Linked DNA regions of Drosophila melanogaster: region 1 is linked to region 2. Evidence: chromatin contacts called from public Hi-C data. All regions are on one chromosome and are shown on one strand. The core of a region is the stretch at or near the end of the contact, and the rest is flanking DNA. Distances in the headings are between cores, read along the strand shown. Region 1 holds the start of ttk (tramtrack). Region 2 holds the start of dco (discs overgrown).

The links. A called contact is a pair of places that touch in the nucleus more often than the background predicts.
Region 1: a contact with region 2 is called in a Hi-C map of the Kc167 cell line, with 2.9 times the contacts expected there. A contact is called at or near these places in 3 of 107 Hi-C or Micro-C datasets (the D17-c3 cell line, the Kc167 cell line and wing imaginal disc).

The regions. Positions count from the first base shown.
Region 1 is chr3R:31,710,642-31,715,682 of dm6, reverse strand. It overlaps ttk (tramtrack), which reads right to left and starts at 1,816. Exons shown (of 5, transcript NM_170566.3): 1 at 1,414-1,816.
Region 2 is chr3R:31,059,688-31,064,599 of dm6, reverse strand. It overlaps dco (discs overgrown), which reads left to right and starts at 3,390. Exons shown (of 4, transcript NM_001276203.1): 1 at 3,390-3,523; 2 at 4,136-4,225.

The sequences.
Region 1 (5,041 bases), core at 567-3,066, 650 kb before region 2:
TTAACCGTTTCGATCGCCGGCTAAACAACAGTTATAATTCGAGCATAATGTTAAGTGAGCGCAAGGTGTTCACAAGTGTCTTTGTGTGTGTGGGGCAAACAAACAGAAAAGCTTTCGCGGAGAGCGGGAAATATATAGTAAAGAGCGCATAGTGCTGCTCTTGTCGTTTCATTAACAAAACAACCGCAAAATTTATGTGTGATCTGAGACTGGGCATTCGTTTCCTTTTCGCCCCAATACAAAGTATAATTCACGATTTTTGTTGTTGCTGCCACTGTGTGAAGTGGGTTAGCGAATTAAAAACAACGACAGAAGTAACAAATAAACATAACATACAAAGACAAATGCAGATCGGAGACGAAGATTGTGTTTTTTGGGCTGTGATCTTGATTTGCATAATTGAATTTGTGGCTTAGCGTGGAGCACAGGTGCAAGTGTAGAGTTGCCCCTTGGCCAGGGTTGTCAGGTTTCCTTCCTCCCAAGAATAGTAACCAACGTATAGAGTTGTAGCTCACTTTAGTTATTGCGATTAAATAAACGTAAAGCCGAGTTACACAATCAATACATTGAGTCCAAATAATTTGTGCAGTGCAAACATGTTGCGTACATGGATTACTCATTCACACATTCACTCCATTGGTTCATTCAGAAAAACACCGCAAGTGTTGCAGCCACTGGAAGCCACCAGAAGGCACTGGAACTGGAAGAGTGATCAAAAGGGGTGCGCCGGGCGAATGACGACTGGATGTGGAAGTGGGGGATAAAAAAGGAAATGGGCAACTGCAAATGACAGAGATCACTGAAGCACGACCGACAAATAAGCGGCGGACGAATCTATGTATCTAGTATCTGGTATCTAGTGTGGCGGCATTACTCCCCATGTGCCGTATACGGCATGTGTGCATTTGTATCTGTGGCTGTACCACTATCTGTATAAGTTGGATACAAAAGCGTCTTTCCAATAGGCGTGTGTTGGTGCATGTACTGAGCGTGTGAGCGGGAAATTGTTAGAAGAAAATGTATCTGCTAGGCTTTTAAGACTGCTAGATTTCCAAAACGACCCTTGGCCAATTTGTCAGGCTTTTATTGCTATAATTCTGTAATCCAAAAGCTATTAACTGCTGATTTTGTCATCAATTGTTTTCGACTCCTGCGATGTCCTGTTTAAAGTGATTAGATTCTAATCCAAAAATATAATTCAGTGAACATTCAAATCTTTAAAAAAATCACTACGGACTCCAGAAACAAAAGCCAGTTAAAGAACTTTTGAATCTTAATCAATAAAATCCTCATCTGAGATTCAAGATAAGTCTTAAGAAGGTAATAAGAATACTTAAACTTGTCGTTTAAATTTGAACACTTGATGATTTGACCTTTTTCGAAGACTATTTCGTGGATAATCTCACCACTTACCAATTTTACAAATATTCTTGGTAATCCGTTTTGCGGTTTCTTCGGCGGAAGAAGGCTTGCAACACTCGAAAGTACTTGTTGTTGTTTCTGTTTCTTCTCTTGTTGTTGGTTACACGTAATTGGCAACCGAGGCGAACACGGAGCCGAAAGCGGGTTGCGAAAAGGCAAAAGGCAAAGAAATCAGCTGAGGAAACGCCGCGCACGAACCTCCAATCAGAACTGAAACGGCAGGGATGTCGACGTCGACGCAGAAGCCATTTTACCGCATTTGTTGTCCCTGAGCTGAGCCCCAAAACCGAGAGAGAGAGAGAGGCAGAACGAGCACCACAGAGAGCCGCTAAGGTGGATACACAAAGCCGAGCCGAAGCCTTACCGAAAGCTTTGATCACACGGCACGAACTGAGCTGGGAATAGCATGGAATATGGGAGTATGGGAATTGGTAGTGGTAGTGGGCGGTATTTGTAGTGCTCCCGTTTCACATTGCTCTCCCGCTCGCAGGGCACCAAAAACGCAAGTGGATGTGGACGGATGAGCGGACGAAATGGAATGGCAAGAATCGAACATTTGAATGGGGCTCCAAATGGTTAAGAGAACAGCGCAGCCGCTGCTGGCAGCGAGAGCGAGGGAGAGCGCAGTCCCAACTTGACATTTCCATTTCGCCGCTGCGTTGGCGCTCTGCCCTTATGCTCTTTCTTCTCGCGCTCTCCCGCTGATAAGCTGGTGTTGAAAACAAGTCTCCTGCGCTCTCGCTCTCTCTCACCGCCGTGACCTGCTGCTCCACCTCTGCGCCCACCACCCCTTCGCTTCTCTGCTGCATCAGCGTATTACGAAATATGACAACAATGCAGTTTGGTCGTCCTCGTTTTCATTCTGCCGACACAGCGGCTGCTTCTTCTTCAGTCCCATCTTCACCTCTCTGCTTGTGCCTGCTCAGCATAAATGCCATCTCTCCGCTCTCTTTGGGAACACCGGAGTATGGAAGAGTGTGAGAGAGGGGGGGGGGGAGAGAGAGGAGAAAGAGAGAGTGGGTGGCTGGTGCTTGTTTGTTATTTTCTCCGCGCTGCACTTGCAAATTGATTGTATTTTAATGAAGTTCTGGTGCCCGCTAAAAATAGTCAACTCTCTATTCAAAGGGGAGGATCGTCGCCGAGGGGCGTGGTGCGGGAATTTCTATCTGGGCGCATTCCAAGTGCAGCAATATATCGGCAGTAACTAATTCCAAATGCCAGCTATTACGACAAACTGGTTTGATCGGAAAAGCGTGCCTCGTATGCTCGACTCTCTTATTCGCTCAACCTCCCACCGACTGCCCCGCCCCCCAGCGCCCCTTTCGAGAACGCTCGCGCACACTTCTAACTGAAACCGAAATGATTCCATGTTTTCCCCGCTGCACCGACTTTAAGTTGAATAATTGTTGCTGGGGTTGCCCTGCACTGAGAGAATTGTTTGCAACGTAATTGTTTCTTTACGTTTTAGAAAATATCGCTACCTTAGATAATATAAACTTTATACACTAGTTTTGCTGTGCACGATGGCACACGTAACCCACTGGTCAACTGCCTGATGGGTCTTGGGAGCGTGTCGCTTTTTGGGTAACCCCCGGGACGGGGCGTTACCTGATCCGATCCCAAGGGGGGCTGGTCGTTATTAGGGCCCATTTGAAGGATCATTAGGCATGCATGGGAAAGACCGTCAATCAATGCGTGTTCTTGGGAAACGGCAACAGTTCCCCGCATCTAAGATTATATATCTGGCATAGATATGGGAGTTCTTTGACTTTGGCACCGCTGATAGTGGAAAAGGATTGAGGGACCAGACTTGGGCGACAGATAAGACATGTCTAGGAAGGCCGTTATCTCTCTCTTTATACGCTGATAATGGAAGCCTTAATCGCTTTCTTTAAGTACAATCGGTTAGTTAGGTTTGGTTTTAAACATATCTACATATGTGGACCCTCTGTTATGAAAGCGTGTAGTATGGGGATAGCTTTGAGCAAGTTATACGACTGGTGAAAAATTGGCTTGCATAACCCGCCATACCCTCCATTGATCTTTCCTTGCACACCATTTTATTGTTTCGCAAGCTTACATTAGCTTGGAAACTAATTTCGATGGAGCCCACAGACAATTACGTTTATTCTCGGCATGAATCACCGCTGAAGTGATTCAGCAGGGCGATCCAAATGCATCCCTCGGTTGCCTAGGGCCCACCCCTTTTAACCCCGCTCTGTAGCCAGACAATTTGCATTGCCTCGTGAAATACGGTCAGTGGACGGGACGAGTATCTGGTATACCCGCTTGGCTAAGCACTCTCTCTCGAAGGGGAACTGCCCAGAACTGTTCTGTTCTGGGACCGCGATTCAACAGGTTTGATCCGATCTGGCCGCCTGCCGGGCCATTTACTACTCGGCTTGGATTTTTTCCCGCTATTCAAAGTGCCACACAGCTGAAATAAATTAATTGCTTAATTGTTGTTGCTGGCTTAGCGGCATTATTTGAGATGAAATTTGCTTTTAATTAAAAACTCTCCACAAGGCGAGGGCGAGTCTTTATTTCGCCATTGAGCACGGTAAAAAGTATTGCATTATTAGAGGAAATGTTAAATTACCTTTGAATATTTGGCGGCTTATACATGTGTAGCTATGTGGTTTTCATGGTATCTGCTGGAATGGGGTTAGTTCTTAGAGTTTCGCCCTGTGTATACTCTGGGCTTTCCAACCTTCAGAGATGCCTGTGCGTGGGGGTTTTCCTCTTCCCCTGTGTGCGTCTCCATGGACGTGTGTGTTTTGCTTTTATTAGACCAAAGTCGTGCGCTTCGTTAGCTAAAAGCTGAGTGAGTGAAACGCGTTCTGCGTGGGATTCTCTAATACGATGATGATGGTGGCTGCTATTTGGGTTTTGGCCGATTCTAAAACTGGTTTCCCACTTGGCCAACTTGCCCATCAAGGAGTCGCCACGAAACGAAATCGAATGGCAGTTGAATAATACCGACAAAACAAAAACATAAGCCACAACAACAAAGAGTTAAATTGCGCATAACATTTGAATAATTAAGCACTGCCTTTCTCGCCTGTTTAGTGTCGTATTGGTGTACATATATATTTTCAGATTACCCGGCCAGGGATTCTCTCAAGATTCGCCACAGAAATTCCTAAGCCCGCTTGACCTGAATTCCTCGCCAGTCTCCCCAGGGAAATTTCCAGAGTAATAAAGGAAACCTTTTCCTCCGCCCACTCATTCGGTTTGGGTTTCATAATCGAAACGAAAGCTGAGCTGGCGAAGTTTCGAAATCCATTACTCGGATTTCCAGCGTCGCGTCTTCCTAGGGATCCTCACTCCGCAGATACAAATGTATCTCCGAGTTGGCTGTGCCCTTTTTCCAGCTCTAACGGGAACCGGACCCAGACGGAACCTCTTACGGAGCGGTACAGCTAGATCGTCCCGTCTCTGTTCAAATCTGAGTATCTTTGCATCTGTAGCTGCCTTGATTTTCTCATTTTCTCACACTCCAGAGCCACCGAACGAGGAACGCCAGCGGGCCTGGGACCACAAAGAAAAGCTGACTCGAAAAAGGGTGCTCTATGGGCGAAGGAAACCGGGGGAGTGGAGAAAGAGGGCGGGGGAAAAG
Region 2 (4,912 bases), core at 2,141-4,640:
CTGCCACTTGTTGCAGCTGTATTTGGAGTCCCTTCGGGGAGGGGAGTGGGGCGCATAGGTCCTGAATGGGTAACGATTGGTAATGAGGAGTCGATAAGATCATTAGGGATTTAGGGGTTAACAGCGGTGAATGAAGATAATGCAAGGGAGTGGGGGTGGGAAGTGATCGATGGGTTCCCAGGGTGGACATAACTACAGTTAAGTGGGAGGACTATTTACCTGAAACTATTAATATGTCCTAATAGAAATTACAATGTTATGAAAAGTTCATAAGACTAGATTCCTACAAACTATGACCTACATACATCGCACTTTGTGTTTAAAATACTTACAGATACAAAAGACGAAGTTCATCCCCGGCTCACCCAGTGAAATGCAAATGCTGTACCCTTTCTCATCGATCAAACGTTTAGTAAGTCCAAATAAAAGTCGAGATCAGGTGATCTGGTAAGATCTTTTCATAACCACTTTGCACTAGATTTGCTCTATGCTCCACACGATCCAATCCGATTTGATGCGATCCGAAATCGTAAAATGCGAAGAAAACACCCTCGATGAAGAGAAATGAAATAATCGGGCAACGGAGAGCTATTCATTCCACGATCGTAAAATATCGAAGAAGTGTAGTTTGGTTACGCTTTTGTTTACCAGCTGGTTTCAACTGGAAGTTATGGTAGGACCCAAGTGGCTATCTGCAGCGCACGTATCTCAGCCGCCAAATAGTTTTGGGGGTTTTTACATCTTTATAATTTTTACAGCTCAATTAACTTTTTCAATTCAAACGCCGCCGGCCAGGCAGACAAATCGAAGTATCGAAATTAAACAATAAAACAGAGAAATGCATAAACGAAATCATAAATACCTAGGCCATTTCGGATGTTTTATGCCAAGTGGGGAGATGAAATCGAACCTGAAAACTGACGTCAAAGCAGCGCCCGTTTCTTTACTCTTTTTGGAAGTGTCATAAAAGGCATCAAAATGAAAATTATACGATACTCCATAAAAAAGAATGAAATACACAAACGCCCAGAACTTCGAAGGCAGTTCGCTGAACTGCAGCGACTGGAAAATTGATTCGCGTCTAGGAAATTTAATGGCCGACCATCTAACAATTTCCCCAGCCGCGTTCAAGCATTTTTTTTTTTTCTGGACCGGCAAACTTCAAAGCCCGCAACTTGTTGATAAACAACTCGCTGAAAAAAAAGCTAAAGAAAATATTATGAATTAATTAAAAATATTTGCGCTGTATAGGAAAAAAAATTAGCGCAGGCAAATTAATTTTTCCCCCACTTTTTATGTTTCATAATCAAACTGGAGCAGAAAGGTCGAAATGCATCTGAATGCGCTCGTGGGCGGGGGGCGTGGCGGCGGATGCGACGACCGCTTGACAATTTGCGACTTGCCATGAAATCGCATTATTTGATCTAAGCCGCCGACGAGCAAAAAAGGAAATACAAAAATCTTCAAGCCGACTGCTAAACGAAACCAAATGGCGCTTTTTTTAACTGCTGCGTTAGAAGCAGAAGCCCAGGGGCGTCGTGCAAAAGGGGGCGGGGCAGTGGGAGCCGCGAGGAGCTGGAAGCGCCCAGATATGCGACATGTGTTGCGGAAATATTTTGCGAGCAAGAAAAGCAGCAAGGCGCAGAGTCAGGAAATATGCAAAAATACAAAAGGGCACTGCAAAAAAATGAGTGATTAAAGTTTTTCAAATATTATTCAAAACCAGTACCAGAGGCAGCTAAGTCTGTCGTCTGATTCGTATTTTTATTTAAAGAATAATATCAAAAACAAGTTTATATTGCGTGTTAAAAAAAAATACAACAAAATTAGGAAATAAATTGTCTTAGTATCCCAATAATGTGGCATACTTTTTTACAGTGTTCTTTGAATGGATCATTTACATACACGCGTCTCGCTCGGTTTTTATTGCTTCGCACCTACATATTTGGTTTACTTTTTTCGTTATTTATTTGTTGGTAGTTGACCATCGGTCGAAATAACGACGATTTTCATTCGTCGGCGATCGCACGTCTTTGCGTGTGTGAGTGGGAAAGATATGCTTTGAATTAGTGTGTGTGTGTGAGCGGTTAAACGAGTTGTTTTCTCGTTTTACTTGTTGTATCTTCAATTGCCTCGTTGGATTGCTTTGTTTTCTCTTTTTCCCAGCCAATGGGAGACAAAGGCGGGTTTTTACGAAGATCTTGAACGATTCACCAATAAATTGAAAATGGAGATTTCTATAGTTGCATAAAAAAAATGCATTCTGGCTAATGTATATAAATACAGCAATGGAAAATTAAAATCGTAGGCAAGTGCAATTAATGTGATTTATTTTGTCTATATTTCATTTTAAATTGCCAGCCCCAATATCGAATCGTTACACTCTTTTCACCCCTTTTTTTGTTATCATTTTCGAGTGATTGCTTATCTACCCTACCCCCACTTAAAAAGAAACACACCTTGGCACATACTCCCAAAAAAAAAAAAACACATTTTCTCATATATGCATACATAACTGGATCTGCTTCCTTTTTTTATGTCATCGTTTCTTGGGTTACACAGCCGGAAAATGCACGATGTGAGGGTAAATGGGGAAAGCGGTTGGGCGGACTAATGGAATTCACACGTGTTTTGCTTTATTCGTATTGCTGCAATAAAAGTATACGTTTCAGGTATTTCGATACATCTGTGTAACATCAAAATTGGCATGCTACCTATAACTGCAAGACATGCCAATGAAATCCATTTTCAATTTCTATTTACACGAGAATTTGGAGCACAAGCCTGTAAAAAGAGTTAACAACTTTTCTTAAGAACATTGCAAATTAAGACATAAATTTTATTTACATATTATTGAGTTATCAAATTTGTATATTAGTATAAATATCATTTCAGAATGATTTTTTTTTTTTTGTATTGTTTATTGTATTCTCTTTGAAAATAAAATTAAGCAGATGGGCCTTTGAATGCATAATTCAAAAACTTTCAATAACTTTAGATATTTTCAATTGCATTTCTGAAATAAGGCGCCACCTTTTGTTTCGGGCGCCACCTGGATACCACTTTCGCCAACTCATCCGCTAGGTGGCGCAGCTCAAAAATATTTTTCGTCCATCTGGCAGCACTGGGTCTATGTAAGAACTAGTGTGCCCATATAACAAAAACAGCGTTGTCAACTTGGCTATTTCACAGCTTTCCAGTTACTCGAACTTTGAACTTATGGCTAGCTGCAAGGATATAATTTCGTTTTTCTTTTGATTTTCCAATACTCTTGCGCTATTTTCTTAATGTGGTACTTCGAAACCAACTTTGGACTATCTTAACTTAGTATATGAATCACAGTTTTTCACAATTACATATCTTCTAGACATTCGCTGAGGAGTAAATACCAGATGGTAATTTTCTTCATTATCGGCGCGGTCACACTGCGAATATCAAGATGGCGTAAATTTGTAAAAAATCGTCGAAATCTATGTGAAATAGCCAGAAAAATTGAAACGAAAGCGCAGCGTTGATGCAAAACGTAAGTGGTCAGTAGCGTTTCGGATCGACAGACCCGTTTGCGAGCGAAAAAGCGGCGGTTACCACGCGCAGGAAAACTCGAATTTCCCAACAGCATTTCAGTGCTCATTGAGAGTGCGAGTGTGTGAGTGAGTGCCCTCGTCTTTGTGTTGGTGTGAAAATGCTGAAGCAGGAGGGATAGCAACGTGCTCGCGGTAGAAACCGTGCGAGTGCGGGCGGGACGACTAGTGTGCACGAATCTATTGCCAGGGCAAACGACTCGCATAAGTTTGGTTTTTTTAATAAGAGTCCGAGTTCCGTTTGGTTTCGTTTAATTTTCTCGAGTTGATTGGCAACAAGATGCTAATCAATGTGGCCATAAAATCAGAGAAGAACAGCATAACCGACTCGAAGATAAACGATAAAAATAACTGAAATATGGCAGCAATGCAGTATTATTAAAATTATTGCATAAAATGCGCTTGCGTGTGGCCCCAAAAAGTGCGACTGTGTGCGTGTGTTTGTGTGCGACTGTGGCAACTACAACAAAAACAACGTCTGGGCTCTAAAACAAAGAAAATGAAAATTATTGTGGCAGAATCAATCCAATTAAAAAATTCGATTTCGATTTCAGTCGAATTAGAAGAAGGAAAAGCAGCGTCGCCAGCAGAGGAAGTGGGCAAAGCGGAATAGGAAACAAGGAATATAAGAAAAACAAGCCACGGTAAGTGCGGAATTTGTTCCACTGTGCGTTCAAGTTTCCCTTCTCCACCCGCTATCGGCTGCTCCTTATCAGCCCCGTTATTCGCAGTGCATTCGTGGAGTGCCGTTAGTTTTCGGAGGCCATTAGCGTTTGACAATTAATTGCAAGTTTCCTTCCCCTTCTGAGGTTTCCCCGTTGGTTTTGCTCTGGTTTTTGGTTTTTCCATTTGCTCTTCCCTGTTTACTTAAGCTTTTTACTTTTGTGGCGCCTGCTGGAACAACTGTTTTTTGTATCTTCTTTGTTCTCCAGTGCGTTTTTTTGCGGAAGCTTTTCGGCAGCCGCCAACGCAACGTGCAGCTGTTTTGCAATTGTAATCAATTCGTGTTTACCCGCTGGTCCGAAACAACTGCTGGATACCCTGGGAAATATTTAGTTACCAATAGGAAAGACCGCGTTTTCCCTGCTAGCCTTCCAGTAAACAAATTAAAGCTCCTAAAATTAATACCACATTTCAATTTGACTTACAGTGCTTATACAGTGATTTCTTTCTGTGTAGAACATGGGAGATACAAATAAAAAACGGTACATTTCGGTTAAATAAATCAAAGCCAAGGCGAAAACAACAACAAACACAGGCAGGTTTTGAGGTTAGAACCGCAGAGTGAGTGATAAAGAGTCGGGAAAAGGAGGAGAGAGAGAGAGAGAGAA